Regions from separate parts of the Mus musculus genome. Here region 2 is linked to region 1. Evidence: chromatin contacts called from public HiChIP or PLAC-seq data. All regions are on one chromosome and are shown on one strand. Each heading gives the region's core, a stretch centred on a gene start, on an enhancer-like site or on the middle of the called end of the contact. The rest is flanking DNA. Distances are from core to core; before and after follow the strand shown.

The links. HiChIP or PLAC-seq counts read pairs in DNA pulled down with a chosen protein or histone mark.
Region 2: a contact with region 1 is called in an H3K27ac HiChIP or PLAC-seq map of stem cell-derived neural progenitor cells, with 4 times the contacts expected there. The contact joins the promoter of Endod1 here to the promoter of Maml2 in region 1. A contact is called at or near these places in 2 of 115 datasets of contacts at active chromatin or transcription factors (large pre-B cells and stem cell-derived neural progenitor cells).

What each region holds. Positions count from the first base shown.
Region 1 is chr9:13,295,184-13,300,634 of GRCm38.p6, forward strand. It overlaps Maml2 (mastermind like transcriptional coactivator 2), which reads left to right and starts at 2,775. Exons shown (of 5, transcript NM_001013813.3): 1 at 2,775-3,378. The coding sequence starts at 2,881.
Region 2 is chr9:14,379,169-14,384,619 of GRCm38.p6, forward strand. It overlaps Endod1 (endonuclease domain containing 1), which reads right to left and starts at 2,074. Exons shown (of 2, transcript NM_028013.3): 1 at 1,503-2,074. The coding sequence starts at 1,802.

The sequences.
Region 1 (5,451 bases), core at 1,525-4,024:
GCAGAGTTGTCTTTTACTGGTTATGGTTGCTAAATATGACAGAAGTAGAAGTTAGTAGAAGTTGCTGCCTACTGAACACTGCTTTCAAAAATGAAATATACGATAGTCAAAAAGCCTTCACTTTTGAATAATTCCTGATGACTCTGTTTCTATTTTTCTTCTCTAACAAATATGGCTCCTTTCTCCACGTGAATGGAGAGGAACTTGGCCTTGAAGAACACAGAGAGAAGGATGTTTCAGAAAAAAAAGGCTAATGTTGTACAGACTGGAGTAGTTGATTCAAAAACAATCCGAGATATTGCAGAATGGAATTATTTAAACAGAGCTAACATGATAGATTAGGGGAAATTTGGGATTAAAGATATTCAACTGGTTAAATCTAAGTCAATAACCCCAAATCCAAAACCCCTGAAATCTGAAATACTTTGAATTCCAAGCATTTTGGATGAGACAAACCCTGTCCTGTCTGAGTGTGCCTGTCTCCATTTCCAACTTAACATCCTGGGGCTTGTGAAAGTGGGCTAAAGTTGGCCAGCCCCCGGGAGATGGAACTGTGGATGAATCCAGGCTTGAGATACATTATTTTTATTTGCTTCTACCCATAGTTCACGTTTGAAGCAGGATCATACTGCTGAAATTCTAGAGTCGCTTAAGTAAATGAAGCTTTGTGTCTGGAAACGTCAGATCCAAATGACTTATAAACTACAGCACTTGAGTTTTTGGTGGTTCTGGCTTCTAATACTATGCCCATCTTAATTTATTCCCTGTAATCGATAAGTACACACTGATTTGTCCAATCTACTTGAGTATTTTACAAGCCACACTATATGAAGATAAGAAATCAAAACCTTTTTTTTTTTGTTGTTATGAATGTTCTTGAAATCATGTGGCATATTATATTTGCCAAGCAGACAGCTACTGACAATACACCTTGTATTTGGTGAATTTTCAAAGGAAAACGATTTTTTTCCTTTCTCAAGATAAGGACAATATCAGCCTCATAAAACGTTTATTTATCCGTGATGATTTATTTGCTCATCAGCTCAAGCCTGTTGCCCAAACTCACTGACTTCCACCAATGGGTCCCCGTAGGAGACAGTGGTGGGCTTCCCTCTCTGCACCTCACAGCACTCACTCACCAACTTCCTCACTGTGCTAATGAGCTTTTCCTCCGTGCTCACCCAGCTCTTGTTGGGGGTGCTCAGTGGTGTCGTTACAGCTTATTGAAAACCGAAAATCATGTCCTCAGGAGGGCTGACTGCGGGCCTGGAAGGGGAAAATACAGTGCCTGTCTGGGAGTTTCTTCAGCATTGAGAGATGCTCAAACCCTTAGGAGGAGACTGGGGAATTTCCCCAGTCTTCCCCCCCATCGCAGCACCCAGGCAGAGGCTGAGCCTAGAGTTGGCGGTAGAGAGATGCCTCTTCAGCCACTGGGAGGCCTCTGCACTCCGTTCCCCGGCGCCTGGCTGCGATTACTCACTGGAGCAGCGGCACCAGCCTTCCACCAGGGAGCCCGAGCTCCCGCCCTCCTCCCCCATCTGCAGCCTGCTGGCTCCCTCTCTCTCTCTGTCTCACTCTCTCTCTCCCTCTCTCTCTCTTTCTCTCCCTCTCGTATCGCAGCACAATGAAAGCCTGTGTTTCGCCGTGAGTCCGAGGAGCGGGAGTCGGTGTCAGGAAAGCGCTCGGAACAGACCTGAAAGAGAAAGGAAAATACAAGCGACTTTTTTCTTCTCTCCCCCCCCCCCACCCGCCCCATCTATAAAGCGAAGCATTACAAGAGATAGAGCCACATTGCCTTTGGGAGTCCAGACCCTCTGAGCCACTGGCCGGGCATGGAATATACAAAACTGGACAGAAAAGTGGCTGGACATGACTCGGTGCAATTTGCTGGAAGTTTGTAAGTTTGACCATCGTTTGTAAATTACTCTCAGAAGACTTTGTCTGTCTTGATACTGTATTAGAATAGAAGTGGGGAGGGGGAGAGGAATAAAAACGTAAGTGGGAAAGGGGGAAATGTGTTGAAGGAGCTCAGTAGCCAGCCACTTCAGACTGCTTTCATTTAAGACTAAGAAACCTAAGAGGGAATCGGGACTTTTGCCGGTGATTGGATTAGCTTGAAGAAAAGAGCATGGTTCTGAAGTCCAATTACTGACGTTGTTAAGACTGAAAAGCTGTCTTCTTTGGGGAGAGGACTACATCCTTCTGTCCCCCCACCCCGAGGAGAAAACACCAACACCGGAGGGAGAGGAAGGGACGGAGAAACCAACATAGTCTTCTCTGATTTCGCACAGTTTGAACATGACTTCGGGAGCCTTGGGAAACAGTCCTGTTGTTTGTTTTTTAACCTGAGGAAAAGTGAAGGCTGCCGGTTCCACAGCCCCCAGGAGAAATGTGTTTCTCTGCAGAAATACCCCTATAAATAATTTCCCGAAGCAGCTAGGTGAGGGGGAGCCCGGATCTCTAGTAATGACTCTATTGATTCCTTTTGCTACGTGCTTCTGCCTCTTCCTTGACAATCCCTGAATTCTTGAACTGTCCCCTAGACTTTGTGTTTACAAAGTACCTAGAGGCTCTTGTCAGCCTGGTGGGGGAGAAAAAAAAATCTACCAACTCCGTCCAACTTCTCCTGAGCTGTCAAATGCAATTAGAGTAAGTTGATCAGGGTTTGTTTCCAACTTCCTCTCTCCAATTGGTTTCTAATCTTTCTCCCCTCCCTCTTGTTACTCGCTCCCCTCCCCCACACCCTCTTCACTGTCTCCCCACCCTCTGGAGACCTCTATTCATGTGCCCTGAACACTGAAACCAGCTTTGCCTGCAATAGCCAGCACCAGCCTCTTGCACCTCACCATCCCAGAGGCAGTAATCATTGTGTCCAACAAGATGGGGGACACAGCGCCCCCGCAGGCCCCCGCAGGAGGGTTGGGAGGGGCTTCTGGGGCGGGGCTCCTTGGAGGGGGCTCAGTCACCCCGAGAGTGCACAGTGCTATTGTGGAACGCCTGCGGGCTCGCATTGCTGTCTGCCGACAGCACCACCTGAGCTGTGAAGGACGCTATGAACGTGGTAGGGCTGAGAGCTCAGACCGAGAGAGGGAGAGCACCATGCAGCTTCTCAGCCTGGTGCAGCATGGTCAGGGGGCAAGGAAGGCTAGCAAACATGCTAAGGCTACAGTCGCGACTGCCACTACCACAGCTCCTCCACCGCCCCCTACTGCCCCTCCTGTGGCCTCCCAAGCGGCAGCCACGGCCCCACCACCTCCACCAGACTATCACCATCACCATCAGCAGCACCGGCTGACCAGTAATGATAACGGTGGGATAAACCGAGAGCAGCCGCCAGCTTCGACCCCGGGGGACCAGCGGAACTCAGCCCTGCTTGCGGTAAGGCACCTGTTTTTCTCCTATGATTCTGGCTGTAGTCATGTGGCCTTTTGCGAAAGTGGTGGCTGTCTTGGCCTCGAATGGAATGGATGGCCATGAAGAAGCCAAGATACCAGTCCCTCAAAAGTTGCTGGGTATGTGTGTGTCGTTGTAAGCTCTCATTCTTAAAGCTACCCGTGCTCATTGTCACTGGACTACACCCAAAGGGTGAAGAGGTAAGAGCCTGGGTTCTCCAGAGGCTCAGAGTCCACAGTTTGTGAAAGAAGACCTTACAGCTGAAAAACCCTTGAGAACCCTCTGCTTTAGCATATTGACTCTGATTAGGCCCAACAAGACATTCTTTACTTGACAGGAACTTAGCTCAGTTGACCTTGTTCATCTTGCCCCATCCTCCTTCCCCTTCTTGTGACCTTCCTCTGGAGTTAAGGGGTGTCTGTGATTGACTATTACTTAACAGTGTCCCCAGAGTTTTAAACAAACATATGGGGAAATACCTCACAGACTACTACAGGAGTGCTTGGGAAGAGGACTACCAGGGTCCTCACAGGCCCCCCCATCCCAGGCCCCAATTCAGTCTTTATTTTGGATCCTCAAATTGAGCACTCACGGAAGCACTGGGGGCTGGTTACTGCGGTTCTAGGAGGCACCATGTCGTCTTCAATCCCTCCTGGTAACAGCACACCAAACCCTAAAGCCTGAGTAAGTTTCTGACTGGAAGTGTTTTCTCAGAGGCTCAGGCAACACCCCCACGCACACATACAGACCCCACAGAGCTTTGAGTCATCATCTTGGTCAGGTGACCCACTGCTGTGGTGTTCCGGCTTCTTCCAAACCGCTAAGCCATTAGCCTTTCCATAGAAGTGGGAAGTCAAGCCCACATGCTTCTCCTGCTAAGCTCCCGAAGTTCTCTGACTGTTCATGGGACAACTGCTGTCTGCCTAAGCCAAGCCTAATGAAAGGCACAGACAGAGAATGGCCATGGGAGCCCCCAAACATTCAGAAAGCCCCAAGGAAGCATGGCACTAAGAAGTTCCTGAAGGAGGAGAAGGCCTGTTCCAGCCAGCCCACGACTTCTTCCTGGCTGCTCTTTCCCATGTCTTTCATCTGCGGTGATTCCCATGGCTCCCAGAAAGCTCTGGGGACTGAGACCGCCGCTCTTCTTCCCCAGAGGGTAAACGTTTTTCTTGGGCTACCTAGAGCTGTGAATCCGAACCCCCAGGTCCAGATGAAAACTACCTATCCATAATTACACTGGCCTGGGCTTTATCCCCGAATGAAACTATTCAGTTTATACTGGAGTTTCTAGGCCTATCTTCCTCTCTTTCCCACCTGCTCCATCCTCACTTCTCCCTGGAATTCCCAGCTAAGGGGAAGTTTGTCTTCTGGAAGAGAGATGCTGGGGAGAAAAGCAGGGGTGGAGTGAGGTTTGTGTTCATGTGCGTGTTACCAGCATCTGCAGCCAAAAGGGACTCAATGCCTTGATTGTCCCCAGTAAATTTATAATCTGTCTGCAAGTCTCCCGATAATGTGGCTTTGTGTGCTTCAGAGTCTCCTGGTGAGTGCTTCTGGGGATGACACTGAGAGCCAGGAGCCCCGGCCAAGCCCAGAGGGAAAGCATGATCTCTGCCCTGGATGCCAGGCCTAGAGAAGCCTACACATGGACTTTTCCTGTGTCTTTCCCTTCCAGCCCCAGCAAGGAAGGTGGCATTTCCCCCAAGGCCCTCCTTGGTTTTTGCTTCTGTCCAATTGGGAGGAAAGTTGGTAAGGTTCTCTTCTGCTGGAGTGTTACCAGATGCAAAAATGAAACCAACTTCAGTGGTTCTTGTAACTTTAAGTAGCCCTGCCCTCAGACATCGGAAAGGGAGGCAATGGTGTCTGGCCTTGCTCCACTAAACAGTTTGAAGCTGCAAAAAGCTGGAGGTGTTTGATGTGCCACCCTTTCTCAAGGACTCTCTTTTCTCTCTTCCACTGACCAAATAGCCCCTCGCTGGAATACCCTCTGTGAGTGTAGGGATGAAGCCAGGAGGTTTGGTGTAAGTTAGGAGAGAAAGGAGGCAGCTCTGTTCTCATGCT
Region 2 (5,451 bases), core at 824-3,323, 1.1 Mb after region 1:
CGGTTCCGGGGCGCATAATCCAGTATTAGTTTACCTGCTCCACTCATTCCCAAGCAATGATCCAAGAATCTGCCACACCCATCTCATACAATACCACTCTGAAATTCCTTCTTCCTCTCTCCTGAACCCTGCTAATCCTTCCACACTCAGCACAAATGCCAACCAGACCCTAAGCTTTCCCCTATCACGTTACCAACAGATTAAATCTACCAGGACTCTGTTTACCTTGGTGAAATTATGTGTCTTCTGAGCATCACAGCAGCAGCTAGTATTATGGGTCACTGGAGAACTTGGAGTCCACACCAGTCAACAGGGTCAACTGCTAGTCTCGAGGAAGCAGGATTTGAATGCACACAGGGAGGCAGCAGTTGGTCACTGGGTATATTCAGCATTCGCAGGACTTCACCCTGTTATGTTTGTCCACTCTAGCCACTAATGAACTTAATGAGAATGGACTGGGTTGCTGCTTTCTTCCCAGACCAGGGGTACATAAAGAACTTCTAGGGGTATACTGAGGGAAAGTAAGTTTAGATCGGCACATATCTTCCCTATATGCACAAGCTAAGAACTCTTTCTACTGGCCTGAGCTCAGAGATCCTTACAGCAGGACGCTGGACACAGGAGGATGTGAGAAGGTAATATTGGTGCAGACTGCCTGAAACCTGCCTGGCCAATGGTAGCTGGAAATATGACCAAGGTACAATCCATACTTTCAGGTGGAGACACCTGAAAGCCAGAAGCTTTGTATTGGTGGCCGGCAGGAACCAAGGGCTCTGGGACACACAGGGCTGGAAGGCTGGGGAGAAGTCAGAGAGGCAGGACAGGGTGTCTTACTGCGGAGACCTGGCAGAGGAGAGCCAGTCAGCAGTTTCTGTATGGCCCATGGAAGGCTTTCTCGGTGTTTGATCCCTGCCGCCAGACAGACCCAACACTGTGAAAGGTCACTTGATTGCAATGGTCTGATAATCTACAGATACGAAGATTCAGGAAAAACTGGTTTGTCCTTTCTGCGTGGGTACTACCCCCACTGAGCTTCCCAAAGTCCTTGCACTGTCAGAAGCTTTCCCCTAGCAGAAAGGGCAGTGATTTTCTAGCCTCAAGACCAGCTCACTCATCTCACCAGCTGGGTGGTCTTCTGCAAGCTCCTTCACCCCTCCTTGTCTGGAGCTGCTTCCTGTAAAGTGGGGTGAACTTGCCCACCGCCCAAATGTTGCTGAGGGGATGTGGGCGGGCCTGGGAAGCTTGTGCTTCCCGCGGATCTGCCCGGTCTTGGCCACCAAGGGCTGTCTCCCAGTTCATGTTCTCTACTACCCAGGAAACCAACCAGACACTGCAGACGTCTGAGCCCAAGAGGAGGGAGGGCCATCTCCTCGGGGAACCTCCCGCCCCTGCGGCTTAAGTGGAGACTCCCACCCAGGCAAGGCAGGCTGCAGTTTGGGGATGGGGAGACGCTGGGGGGTAGATCTGAACTTCAGATCCCGGTTCTCCCGAGTCCTGCTTACCTGCGGCTCCAGCAGCCCGCGCTGCTCGGCACTGCGGGACGCCGGGCGCGCAGCGCGAAACGCGGAGAACACGGGGATGCGGTGGCCAGGACTGTACAGAGTGGCGAAGCGCTCGGAGCCCGCGAAGCGTTGACAGATCCTCACGTGCGCTTCGGTCGCCAGCCCGGCGGGTGGGGTCCCCTTGTAGAAGAAACGGTCGCATTCGCCGAAGCCCGCTTGCTGCGGGAGCAGCAGCCGGGCCTGCAACAGCCCTGCCAGGGCCAGGAGGCCGCCCAGCGCCAGCCAGCGCGCACAGCCCATGGCGGCCTCTGCGCGGCCGGGCGCCGCTAGAGCAGGGAAGTCCGCGGTGAGCCTCTCTGGCGGGGCGGCTCTGGGCCAAGGCCGCGCCCCTTCTCCGCCTCCACCCCGAAGATGGCTGCAGTGCTCAGCCGCGGCTTTCTGCGGCTGCACCCACCCCTGGAGACCGGACACCTGCCGCGGCGCTGCTGTGTGCCAGAGCTCCCCCTCCGCGCTGGACTGGCTTAGCCCAAGGGGCTGTCCCCAGGGCTGGCGCTGAGAAGTCGGACCTTGCGTGCACCAGGTTCCTCCGGGATGGGGAGATGTCCACAGAGGAGACGGTGCCTACCCTTCCGCATCAGACCCCAGTTAAGAAACCCTGTTAAAGCCGGGTTTTTGGTAGAGGCAGGGGGATCCGTAAGACCCTGCTAAATAAATAAATAAATAAATAAATAAATAAATAAATAAATAAATAAATAAATAAATAAATACTGATAAAGGAAGTTCTTAGGCAGACAGCACAGCCCGGCCGTGGTTTACTTGGTATGAGCATTAGATATCAAACCGAAACTCAGAAGGGAACAAGACAGCCAACACCCTGTATTCATCCCACTGCTCACATGCCTCTGCACACCCCCACCTTGAATTAGTAGAGTGATAACCGACAAGAGCAGGATCTCTGTTTGGTGAGCCTAGTATTAATTAAAAAACAAGCAAACAAACAAACAAACAAACAAAACATGCTGTTTACGGAATCACTGAAAACCCAGTGTTAATCCACTGCGTGACTCCTACAGGGTTTTAGGATACAGTGAAGGAAGTTGGCCTGAAAAGATGATATCTGAACTGACACCCTGAGGAAGGCAGCCCCAAGCTGGACTTTCCCAGAGGGGAAAAGAATGTGGGAGGGACTTGAGACAGGCTGGTGGAATAAAGAGCAGAGGAATCTGGCTGGGATGTGAGCAGAGTGATTGACTAGGATTAAGAAGCCCAGCCCCGGTTCCCACTCCCAGTAAATAACTAGCTGTGGTGGTGTGCACAGGGACCAGGAGTTCAAAGGCAGAATGGGCTTCTTGGACCCTGACTCAAACTGAAGTAATTAATTTAGTTTAAAAATAAAACTGAGGTCTGGAGCAACAGTATACATTAGGTTAGGGAACTGAGAAGGGCGACTTAGGCTCGTAATTCCGGGACAGAGGTTAAGACCAGCCTGGACTACAAATCAAGACCGTTTCAACAAACAAACAAACAAACAAAATAAATAAATAAAACATCACTGAAAGCTTGGATCTTTCTACCATAACCAGGTTGGGGAGATGGCTTCATGGTCACAGTGACTGCCACGCAAACTTGGCAGCGGGGGTCCAGATATAAGCAAGAGGATCTGTTTGCGTTTGATGCACAGAACCTGAGTTTAAAAAGAAAAGCAGGGCAAGGTGGCACAGACTTGTGATCTCATGTTGGGGGCACAGAAACAGCTAAGTTCTTGGGGCTTGAAGATCAGCTTGGCTTCCTTGGTGAGCGTCAGGTCAGTGAGAGTCAATGTGGACAGCTCTAACACCCAGGACTCTAGCTGTGTACATATCTCTGCCCCACTGCCTCAGACCCACAGTAGGCTTCAGTTTTATCCAAGCCTCCTGTGGGCTGCTGCCAGATATAAACATCTAATGTTGATAATACTGTCGACTTGACTTCCTTGTGCTCATAGCAAAAGACACTGTTTTTGATTTTGCTTTTGATTGCTCACATGTTTACTTTCCAAGGATAAAATTATAAATATTTTGAATTTTATTTTAAAAAATTAAAAATTTCCTTATCTCAAGATTCCAGAGGAAAAACAATTACAGGGTGGGAAGGCTTAGAGCTAATTCAGATATTTGCTGATCGCTCATTCCAGGGGAAGGCTGTCTTAGAAGCATCAAGAATGTTCAAGAATGCTTCCCAGTCTGTCCCTGCTGTCTGCCTGGTCACCCTGAGGCTCTCCCTTTCCACAGACTCTGCTCACAGGCAGGCAGCCCTCATAGTCCAGAGCTTCTGACTCAGGCCTGAGAAAGAGGCAGTGGCTGATGTCAAAGACAATGACATTAGCATACACTTCTGTGGCTTCAGTTTCTAGCCCAAGTTATTTGCAAAGATGAGCTTCCCTTGTCCCCATACCCAGATATTGCACCCTACCACCACACTGAATGAGCTCTTAGGGCTTGCCCTTATCTGTCAAATGTGGATTTTATTCCATCTTCCCTCCTACTCTATGTTGCAGATGGGAAGACTGTCCCTCTACCTCACTCTCCAATCACTCTTCCTGTGCCTTTGAATAAAGCCAGCCCCATGCTGATCATAGGACCACTGAAGCCACCCCGCTCAGCTCTCCTCTCTGACCACTCCCACCTTGCCCCATGCCCTAAGAGCTATTGAGTTTCTTGCAACCCTACAAACACGACACATTGCACTGGACCTTGAGCCTCTACATCAGGAAGTTCTCTTCCCTTGGCTAGCTTTTCTCTGCAGTCTGCCCCAGCTACCCTCACACCCTCAAGCCCTTCACCTTCCTAATAAGCTCATACTTTACGCCCAACTTGAGGTTAAAATTCCCTTCCACTTGTACCTATTAAGCACAGCATTTCCTCCTCCACCTAAGCCATAATTACCTTCACCCTTAGGTACTGTGGTGATTTAAATAGGTATGGCCCCATAGACTCATGTGTTTGAATGCTTGGCCCATAGAGAGTGGCACTATTAGTGGGTGTGGCCTTGTTGGAGGAAGTGTGTCACTGTGGAGGCGGACTTTGAGATTATATATGCTCAAGCAACTCCCACTGTCTGGAACACAGTCTTCTGCTGCCTGCTGATCAAGATGTAGCACTCAGCTCCTCCAACATCACTTCTGTCTGCATGCTGTCATGCTTCTTGCTATGATGATAATGAACTAGACTTCTCAAACTGTTTTCCTTTATAAGAGTTTCTGTGGTTATGGTGTCTCTTTACAGCAATGAACCCCTAACTAAGACAGACATATTCTGTGTGCTAGTTTTAAAGTCAAATCCCATGTAGTGAGAAAGAGGAGAGGGAGGAAAAAGGGAAGAAGAAAGGAAGGGGATAAGGAAAGGGAGGGAAGAAGAAAGACTTTTTCTTACAGCGCTTCATTTAGGCTTGATTGCTCCAGTCCATTTGTTCTCAGAATGCCTCTTTTCCTATTTATGTGTACGAGTGTTTGCCTGCATATGGTATGTGAACCATTTGTAAAGCTGGTGCCAGTAGAGATCATCAGGGGCTATTGAATCCCCTAGAACTGGAGTTGTAGACAAGTGGGAGACTTCATGGGGGTACAGCTGGGCCTCATTTTTAGAAAAATTTCTTTCTTCTTTAAAAAAGACATGATTCACTTTAATTTTATTGTATTTTTTAAAATCTGTGTGTGGTAGCCACAGCGGGTGCTTGGGTCCTCTAAGTAGAGACTCTGGTATGGATTTCCACAAGAACAGTGATTCCTCGTAAGGAAACTTGATGAACACAGTCTCTTTCCAGAGGTCAGGGGTCAGGTAGCTGTAGGTCTTGCAGATGACATCAAAGTTGGCCATGGCAAAGTTGCTCAGAGTGGCAGTGCAGCCCCTGGCTGATGTGTAGCAGTCATCTATACTGGCCATCATCAGTAGCTTCTTGGGCACAGGAGCAG